Linked DNA regions of Hordeum vulgare: all the other regions are linked to region 1. The links are chromatin contacts, called in public Hi-C maps. All regions are on one chromosome and are shown on one strand. Each heading gives the region's core, a stretch centred on a gene start, on an enhancer-like site or on the middle of the called end of the contact. The rest is flanking DNA. Distances are from core to core; before and after follow the strand shown.

Evidence for each region. Hi-C and Micro-C count contacts between places; a contact is called where the count stands out from the background.
Region 2: a Hi-C map of seedling shows a contact between it and region 1, with 3 times the contacts expected there. The contact joins two enhancer-like sites. A contact is called at or near these places in 1 of 6 Hi-C or Micro-C datasets (seedling) and 1 of 1 datasets of contacts at active chromatin or transcription factors (embryo).
Region 3: a Hi-C map of leaf shows a contact between it and region 1, with 3 times the contacts expected there. The contact joins two enhancer-like sites. A contact is called at or near these places in 2 of 6 Hi-C or Micro-C datasets (leaf and seedling).

The regions. Positions count from the first base shown.
Region 1 is chr2H:398,209,612-398,213,045 of MorexV3_pseudomolecules_assembly, forward strand. No RefSeq gene overlaps it. Among protein-coding and RNA genes, the nearest start is that of LOC123426404, 4.2 kb to the left of the region's middle. Within about 2 kb of position 1,585, at least 3 of the 3 cell types and tissues checked have open chromatin away from gene starts, as enhancers often do. A contact at or near this core is called in leaf and seedling, where this site is marked.
Region 2 is chr2H:397,874,196-397,877,431 of MorexV3_pseudomolecules_assembly, forward strand. No RefSeq gene overlaps it. Among protein-coding and RNA genes, the nearest start is that of LOC123426404, 330 kb to the right of the region's middle. Within about 2 kb of position 1,261, at least 2 of the 3 cell types and tissues checked have open chromatin away from gene starts, as enhancers often do. A contact at or near this core is called in seedling, where this site is marked.
Region 3 is chr2H:397,781,044-397,784,198 of MorexV3_pseudomolecules_assembly, forward strand. No RefSeq gene overlaps it. Among protein-coding and RNA genes, the nearest start is that of LOC123426404, 420 kb to the right of the region's middle. Within about 2 kb of position 1,443, at least 3 of the 3 cell types and tissues checked have open chromatin away from gene starts, as enhancers often do. A contact at or near this core is called in leaf and seedling, where this site is marked.

The DNA of each region.
Region 1 (3,434 bases), core at 335-2,834:
TCCTATTGAGCTCCCATAAAATATCGGCCATCATAGAATAAAGGAAAATTGCATTTTCCTATTTTATGCCAATATAGCATTTTGGATACTTTACAAAGGAAGTACCATTTTGGTAGCTAGTAAAAATCTCAAATATTTTGTGGAGCTTCTCATATCCATATGTTCATAATTTCCACTCAAATATCAAGTTCCCCAATTCAAAAATTGAGCACAATATCCCTTTGCAAATTCTGTCCAGATCTTTTGTTTGTGAAGGAAGTGCTTGATTCCTTGTTTCCCTTGAGTTGAAATTATGTAGACTAATTCACCATGTTAAATCATCTTTGTCCACCAAAATTTAGCCCAGTTCATCACCCCATTCTTCCCCAGCCAATTATTTAAGATTATGTTCAGATTGGAGCAGTGTGAAGGAAGTACCATTTATATTTATGAAAATGGTATGAAACTTTGTCAGTGCCTTTATATGCCTAAATCATGAGTGTCCTCCAAATTTCAGCCATTTCCATTTAGACATTTGACCCCAGCATCATCTTCTTCATTTCTGGTCAGTATGCCAAGTTACAAAGGAAGTACCCCATAGACATATTGGATTGTGCTGAATTTTTACGAGTATAGTGACCATAGTGAGTGGTCAACCTCAGCCAAACATCACGCCAAGAGGTGCACTGTGGTGGCCACACCACATCATAAACACGTTGTTGTTGGAGACTGTTTGACTTTGGTTTGGTCACCTCATTGCCCCTCATGGTTATCCAGATGCATAGTGCAGCTCAGTGTTGCTTGGGGAACATCCTAAACATGGTGTGACAGCTTGAGAGACAAGGCAAGGCCATGGCCACGTGGTGACCATGGATAGAGCGTGCCAAAACTAAGCTCTGTGCATTGAGGTCGACGGGAGCTTCGCTCCAGCTGGTTCTAAGCTGTCCCAGGGGTGTCGTAGAGCTTCCCCCGGCACGTGTGAACACTCTGGGACGCTCTCCCCCTCGTCCTCTTGCCCCTGCAGGTGTGCACATAAGGGAATCCCGCCATGGATTCTCGGAGCTTCTTCCGGAATCGCGAGGGCTCCCTACTGAGGCTATTTAAGGTGTGCCCTAGCCCTTCCCCGAGCTCGCAAGCACCAGCAGCCCCAGTTCCCCCTCCTAATTGAGCTCATGGATCTCTTTGCCTGTCCAATGGTCGAGTGCCCCATCGGGATTTTTGTGGTGATTCCAGCCCCACGGTCCTCCCCCTCTCCCCTATCCTCAGTCAGAGCACCCCCTCGGACTCTCCTGGCTGATGTCGCCCTTATTTCCGCAAGAGAGGTCCCGCTACGCTGGCTCCCCTCGAAGCTCACCGGCTGCCGTGCCCGGCTCGTGGCGCCGGCGCTGTGGCGCAGGACCAGTGGCCTCGTGGGCACCAGCAAGCGCGACATGGGCTGGCGGAGACCCTCCTCCCGCCGGCCGGCCCTCTCGTGGCCTCCAGTTGCCGGCCGCACCGGCGGCTCGGTCCTCTCTATCCGGCATTGCGAGGTAGAAGAAGGCCCAGGAGAGGAGATAGAGAAGGGGCGGTCCCCACCCGCCAGTGAGAGAGGGAGTGGATAAGGCGCCCACTGTCTGTGAGAGAAAGGAGGTCAATCCCTGGGCCCGCATGGTTTAAGTGGAAGCGCCTTCCCTGGGATGCACTTTCTATTTGGTGAAAGCGTATTCCCAGGAACACGCTTTCTATTTTAAAACCCCGCCGGCTGAACTGCTTTTATTGTGAACGTTCACTGGTTAAGATCAGAAACAAATAAGTTTTTATTTGATTTCTGCCTAACGAATGAACGTCCATAACTTTTCAACCGTAACTCCGATTGAGGTAAAACCAGCGCTCACGTCTTCGTCTCGTCGAGCCCATCTCGATTATATTATTTTCATGATATTTTTGCACAGTAGAAATGACAGTTTTGCCCTTGCCCTCCAACCGAGCCCTTCGAGATAGAACCCTCTCCGGTAAATCTTCTCGGTGTCATAGTGTGCTTCTTCACGGTGTATTCGTCGACCCCCCCGGCAAGCCAACCTCTTATCATAAGCTCCGGATATGCGTGATAGCTCTGCTTGCACCAAGTGTGTTTACCCTGTAACACTGTTACTCTGTGTTTGCATGCAACGGAGACAGCAGTAGTACATTCTCTTACAGTAATTGTCATGTAATACATGCCCTCACGCTTTGCTTTGAAATGCTCTTGCATAGTTAATTTGCGAGGTTCGTGATTAAGCAATGTAATATGTGAGATTGCCGACGAACCCTTGCTCGCATTTTCTTTAATAGTGGCACCATGCCTGAGTCTGAGCTGTTTTCGGCCGTCCGGGGTGGATGCCAACTTTATACTTCTCTTGTCAGCAGTTAGCTCATGTTCTGAGCTGCTTTTCGGCCGTCACGAACAACTGTTGAATTTCTTTCCGTGGTAGTGACCCTATGCTCTGAGCTGTCATTATGTCGTCTTAGGGAACTCCCACATTCTTCTTATCAACACCGCCTCATGCTCTGAGCTGCTTTCCAGCCGTCTTGGGTCGGGGTTGAGTTATTCCGGTAATGTCCCAGATATGTGTGTAACAACCGTTCTGGTGGCTACCGATTTATTTGCTAAGTTTATGCGAGGGTGCCGAGGATCTCAGTTATAGATAAAACATGTGAAGTAATAATTTGCTATTCACATCCTGTGGTATTAATGGTTCATGATATAGAAATAGTCTATAGTGTTCTTATCATTGCTATTGCATTCACCACTATTATCATGATGAGTTTTTAAGTAGACAAGCTTGATAAACATATTGATAAAGTAAACTTAGTGTGTTGATCTCGAGTCACCTGTCCGGGCTTTATCGTACAACCACCTCTTGCCGATATGGGACGACCGTGACTTGAGCTGATCGCGTGATCTCTCACCGGTACCTCCAAAGAGGGAGGGTTATGCACGCGCGCTACCCTGATCAGGTAGGTGGTGATAATCCTGTGAGCCCAGTTAAGTTGTTTGGGTACCCGTGCCCGGTTGGGACAATTAGTTTGGCCACAGCAGTGGCAGGTGTCATGAGGACACATGGCCACCCAGGGGAAGACTCCGAAGGAAAGTGGTTGCCGGTGGTACGTTGAGAGAGTCACGGGTGAGGAAAGTTTCCTTGGAGCAATGCTGGTCCACCTGAATGGGATAACGAGGTTAGTGCTCCAAAGTGTGGGTAAAGTGTGCAACCTCTGCACAGTGTCAGACCTATTCGAATAGCCGAGTCCACGGTAATGGATAGCCTGATCAGACCTCAGTAGATGGTCAACCGTATCAATGTTAGTAATGATGGTAGAACTCATCTTGTGTGAGCAACATAAGATGACAGGTATACGATATGCTAGCCAAGGGAAAGCTATATGATCAATGGTCCGGTGACCATGTGATGGGATTTTGATCCGTTCAGATTAGATTA
Region 2 (3,236 bases), core at 11-2,510, 340 kb before region 1:
TGTGGTTCGTGCATCCTCAACCCGTCGGTCCCACAGGACTTGGTGTTGGTCTTCGCGATCCCGCGGGACCGACGAAGCCATGGGTGCCTCGTCATGCGTATCGGCCCACTGAGCTTTCCGCCACTATTGTGGGAGTGATTGTACCATCGGTATTCCACCTCCGGTACGCTCACCAATTGTCGTGGTTTCGTCACAACAGATGTCCTTCTGAATGGACTTAGGTGTGGAGCCATCACAACTAGGTGGGAACTCAAAGGGGTTGATCGGGAACAAGAAACAAGTTTACCCAGGTTCGGCCCCTCCGACGGAGGTAAAAGCCTACATCCTGCTTGTGTGTATATTGATAATGATCTCGATTACAAGGGTGCGGAATCACTAGCCTAGATCTTGTGGGTGTACTTGTTTCTTACTTGATCTCTCTAGCATCAAGGGCTCTCCTTTATATATATGTGGATGCCTTTAAGTTTACAATAGAGTCCGGGTTATAAAAGAACCCGTGATCTAATCTAACTCCTCCTTTCCTTATTCCTCAAGGGAAAAAAAGTTTACTCCATCTTCATATTGAGCCAACTGTCCACACAACATCAATGAGCCCGCCCACGTAGTGAGCCGCCCATCTGCGCCTTGTTCTTCTCATGAACATCTTCCGGTTGGACTGTCTTTAGTAGAGCTCGGGTTAAAAAAGGGGCGGGTTATACCCGTGGGGTATATAACCGATATTAGCCACCAATTTAGTTTGGATTCATCCATGCTAAAATCCATCATAAACATGTTAGAAGTAGGAAGCTTGGGCCAACCCGGGTCAAGATTATGCCGGGTAATATTCGTATGATGTCATCCTTGTAACAGTTCTCATCCAAAGTCATCATAGTGAATCTTTCTGAAAAGCAAAAAAGTACATTTTACTACCTTGAACAAACTTGGTGGTTCACATCACCCCCCAATCTATATTTCTGTCCCCTTCACCCCCCGATCAAACTCATACCGGACAAAAAAAATCTGGGTGATTTGTCTCCACTAGGAGCTGACGTGGCGGTGGTCAACGGTGGTTTTGTCCTGCAGGTGGACTGGGAGATTCCCCATTTTCGGTGACCTGCGACATGTGGCAGCGCGGGTGCACGGTCGTGCGGGGCAAGGCGACGCGTGCCGGCGTTCACGAGCTGGGGTGCGACGGAGGTCACGAGCTGGGGCTTGTTGGTGTACTGACCCTGCCCGTTGGTCGCCACGTAGGCAAGGCAGTCGCCGATGCCGCCTGTGCCCGCCCAGTCCAGCAGGAACCCCGCCTTCAGCAGCCGGCTGTATTTGGCTGCCGTCGAGGCCACCGCCTCCGTCCCGAGCACCGGCAGGTAATTTGTACGTGCAGTTCCCGGCGTTTATCGCCGGAGGGATGTCACGGTCGTAGCTCCCTCCCACGAATGCGACGATGGGCTTGCCTCAGCTGGGCACACCAGCATACTCGACCACGCGCGGCTACGTTCCGCTGCAGTTGGACAAGAAGCACAACGCCTGGTTGCTGGGGCTGATCTTGAACGGGTTGAGGGCTAGGCTGGACGACACGTTAATGTCAGCTCGGTACACGCCTTCGGTGCCGGAGGCGACCCTGTTGACCACCGCCAGAACCACCGTTGACCACCGTCACGTCAGCTCCAAGTGGAGACAAAACACCCAGGTGTTTCTTGTCCGGTATGAGTTTATCGTTGGTGAAGGTGATAGATCAAAGGGTGATGTGAACCACCAAGTTTGTTTAGGGTAATAAAATGAACTTTTTCTTTTGAAAATAACATGAAATCCGGACTAGCATGAAAATTGAGGCGCAATCTTAGCCACGAATTTACCACGATTGTTCCATTCTGCATGGGGCCATTTTTTCCCTCCCCCTAATAAATAGGCGAGGTGGACCCATGTGTTAACTTTCCACTCTTCTTCTTCCTTGCGACCGCCTTCTTCACCAAGCACCGTCGGAACTTCGAAGACGATGCTGAGACCTCTGGTGGGTGCCTCCTACGCCATTGGACCTCTCATGCTATCGTCGGAGTAGACGCGGACATCCCCATCCCTCCTTCAACAAGATGTGGTACACTTTTTTCCTTATTACGGTTTGATCCTTGTGGTGTTCATACCGTGTACATCGAGTTCACCCAAACAGTCGCTTTGTAGACCCATAAGCTCATTATCCTGTATGCATCCATAAGTTTGTTGCGGTCTCCTTCTTTTATTTAAGGTAAATAGATCTGGAATGAACTACTTTAGGAGATCCATACAAATGCTTAAGTTTCTGTTCTTCCGCTAGTATAGAGTATATATTCCTCTATTTTCCGTGTCTATTTAGATCCATTCCAAATAAGGTGTGTGTTAGAAACTTGTTTGTCATCAATTTTTGCGAAGTCTTTTGTAGAGATGCAGTATGCCTTCGAGCTCCCTTACTTCTTGTCACCGGCTTAAACGTCTTTCTGCTCATTTTGCCGAGTTAAATGTCTTTCCGTAGGAACTTAATGTGCCTTGCTTTCATGAGTAATAATCCATAAGTGGTGACTTATAATAGGCACCGGCTTATTGTATTTATCATCCTCGTAGCTGTTCCATAACCTGCCAAGGCCCCTAAGAATATGAAAATTTGCAACTTGGTCAGGTCCCAATAGTCCAAACTCACTTCGGAGGATCTTGTGATCCAAGGTTTGTTGCTTGCTTGAAAAGAGGTAGGATGGCGAGCTCCCAAAAAATAGTCTTATCCGCAGCCTCGAGAAGGAAAAGTTGTTATCTTTCCTTATCACTTAGGTAGAGGCTTTTGCCCATGACTCAAAGTTCTTTAGTGACCTTCTGCATTTATTCAACCTCAGGCCTGAGGATATTGGCCCTAGTTCCATGACCAACATCGATCAGTTCCAAGTGTTGTGTGAAGTATATCTCCAGATTGAGCCGTCTCTGACCTTATTTAGAGAATTTTTCTATCTCAATTGCCAAACTGAAATCAAGAACGGTGGTGCTTGTGAACTTGGTGGAGTTTCCATACAGAAAAGACAGAATAACCCCTTTCCGGAATCAAAGTTGGTGAGTCATCCAAATTGATAGAACGAAAACTTGGTTATACTATAAAAATACCTCCCCTATAGGAGAAAATCCTATGCCGGGTTTCAGGTTGGAACGGATCAGTAAAAATGTTGAATTTCTGGTTTGGCCAACGGATGAAAAGATATATCTAATAGCGCCTATCCGAACAAAATTAGGGGCTCTGACCG
Region 3 (3,155 bases), core at 193-2,692, 430 kb before region 1:
GCTTTCTAGTGGGGGACACGCCAGCGCACCCACTGGTTGTAGCCCCCGAGGCTAGGGCCGATTGTGAATTAGCTGGGTCGAGTCTTTATGCGATGCCCATCATCTTTACTATTTGGAGGCCCTTGACAACCGCCAGGTGCTGGCCTTCAACAAGCTTCTGGCCTTGTATCTAGGCCTGTACGTGGTGAGCGGGCTTCGTGGCCCGCTCGTGGCCCGCTCGGTCCAAGCCGGCTCGGTCGTAGCCCGGTAGAAAATCCAGCCGGTCCGGGCTGCAGATTTCGGCCCGCCACTTCGTCGGTCCGGTCCGGTCTTTAACCGAGACCGCTCGCAGGACCGAGGTCTTCTGTGCTCGCCGCACTCTTCTCTGCTCGCGTCGCCGTCTCCTCTGCTCGCGTCGTCGTCTCCTTTGCTCTCCGCCATATCCTCTGCTCGTCGTCGTCTCCTCTGTTCGCAGCCGTCCCCTCTGCTAGCCGCCACACGTATGCACCAGCACATGCACTGATGCAGAAGCAGTGCCCGCCGCTGTTCCTCGTCTTCACGGCCACCGGCAGCCCTTGGATGAACCACCATGTCTCCAGGCTTGCCGCTGCTTACCTCGTTGTAGTGTGTGCGCCGCAGCAGCTCAGGAGTTCTCGATCAGGTGAAAAACAGAAAAGTCGTTCGCGCGACAAGGTGTTCGAGCGCCGGAAAAACTTCTGTGTTTGTCTCCCTCCGCTTCGATCGTGTCTCCGGCGATCACTGTCCACTCGCAATTCCATTTTTGCGCCAAGCTCGCCACGGGAACAAGCGCGCTGCTGCTGTAATTTCTGAAGTTTCTGTACATTGTAATGTACTGTAAAGTTGTCTCGGCATGGAGTAAGTTGCACTTGGTTGAGTAGTGCAATGTGGCAGCACTCTACATTGACAAATTCGTTGCAAAAATACAGCAAAGGAATACTGAATGTACAAGTGTATGCTTGGTTAAGAAGCTAGCTAGCACATTTTGCAAACAGGAGCTGCTAGGACTTAAACTGCAGGAACTGCTGTTGTTGTAGCTAAAGAGGACCTAAATTGCAACTAAATCAGAGCTAAACAACTGCTGAAAGGAATGTTCCAATCGGTCCTCACAGTCCTAAAAAGACTGACCGAGCCAGCTCACTTTCGAGCCGGTCCTGAAAATACGGACCGCTGGACAGCTCGGTCCTGTCTGGTCCGGACCGCCGCCGGCCGGTCCAAACACCGGCTCGGACCGGGACCGGACCGTGTCCAGGCTGACTTGTATCATGAGAAAGAGGGTCGGCTAGCCGCCAAGGAGGCCGACGAGGAGCATGCGCAGGGTATGTAATTGCTTGTAATTTCTTCTTTATTTTGCCCAAGGGAGCTGACTGTAGCGCGTTTGCATCATGCACCCTTTGTCGTTGAGTCAGACACCCTTCGTGGCCGGCTAGCCAAAGCCGATGAGAAGCATGTACACCTGTCCGTAGAGTGGAGCCGGCTACTTGAGGAGGCGGGCTACCAGTTGGAGGAGAGGAGGCAACTGCAAGAGGCCCACTAGGGGGGAGATGGACCGGCTGGCAAGGTTCATCGCCACGCGCTGGCAATCAAAGAAGCGCTACTGCAGAAGGCTCTTGGGGAGGCGCGTGGCGAGGGACGAATGCAACCGGCGAGCATGCGCTTGGTCGGAGATGGACCGGGCAGGAGGCACACCAGATCGACCACGTTATCGCTCGTCAGTTTTCCTGTATTGTTAGGTGGTGTTTTTTTGTCCACGGAATAGACTAAAAAGTCCCTTTTAGTTCATAGATAAAGAAACAGAAGGGACTTTTTTTTAAAAACTAAAAAAGACTTTGTTGAAGGGATTTTTTTTAAGTTCCTCGGACTACAAAAGGTCTAGTCCGTGGGAAAGAAACACCACCTTAGTCTTGCTTGGCTTTGGATTCGGCTTCTTGTTCTTCGCGTGCCTTCTCCACCCAGAGGTATTTCCCGAGACACAGGGGGCAGCGGAGACGGACGTAGAGGCCAATCAAGAGGAGCGGGTGCTGAACATGTCCATATTGGGCCACTTGTCGGCTGAACTATGGAGGAGGTTGGGGTTGCTGCCAAGGATCACGTGAAGATGGTGGTGCCTGTAATGCACCAGCTCCAGACCGCTGGCCTGGGTCTGGTTCGCACCCTCTGGCACACGTGGTGCAGCCCCTCTCCATGAACCGGCTGGCGCGGTGGCTGGAGGCTGGGTCAAGGCGGGTCAATGCGTGGATAGCCTCTGCTTCCTTGGCCTCCTGGGACACGTATGTCGTGGAGCGGACCGCTGATGGCACCTTGGTCCCGGAGGATGACTACCTGTTGGCCTTCGACGACCCAGAGTGGAGTGCCAACAAAACATGTGATGAAGGGACCGGCTCCGGTGCCGATGTGTACACCGATGCCATGGCGGAGGCGGACATTGGTGCTACGACCGACGTGGTACGAGCTGGAGCAGACAACGCCTCCACCAATTAAAATTTTCTTTTCCTACTTTTTGCGAGTACTCAAGTCCACACACTAGGGGTGTAGTTTTACTGTATTGAACTCAGGGACGTGGGCCTTTTATCTTTTATGAATATATGCATGTCTTGGTTTGAACAATTCTTGCGTGTCGGCTCACCCGTTGCCTTCGTTATTTACCTTTTAAACAATTCTTAAGTGTCGGCTCATCCGTTACCTTCGTTATTTACTTTTTTTTCTCATGCCTCCTTCCCCAGCTTCTACCCCACCAACTAGACAGTCAGGAGCCAGTCTGTGACTAGGATGGGGCCTTGGCCTTGGGGGAGGCGACGGGTTACTTAGGGTTTTGAGACTTGAGCTAGGACGAGGGCGAGAGAGGCCGGTTGAGGATAGGTCGGGGAGTCCGAGCTGGCCGCACTTCCTTAGACGTTTTTTCTGTGGGGACGCTTTCAATCCTGAGCTCTCGCCAACCGACATTCGGGGACCGGTTTGTGGTTAGAGCAAAGAATTAAGTTTTGTAGTAACGCACACTACTAGGCCCGCTTGAGAGAGGAAGGCGGACTAGCTGATGAGCCCCCGGGTCTGGCGAGCTGGACCCGGACGCTAGAAGTGGAGAGAAGAGGCCTAATGCGTAAAATAGGTGCGCTCGAGAGAGACGATGAAAAGGTAGCCCCAAAGTGTCCCCCAGGGTA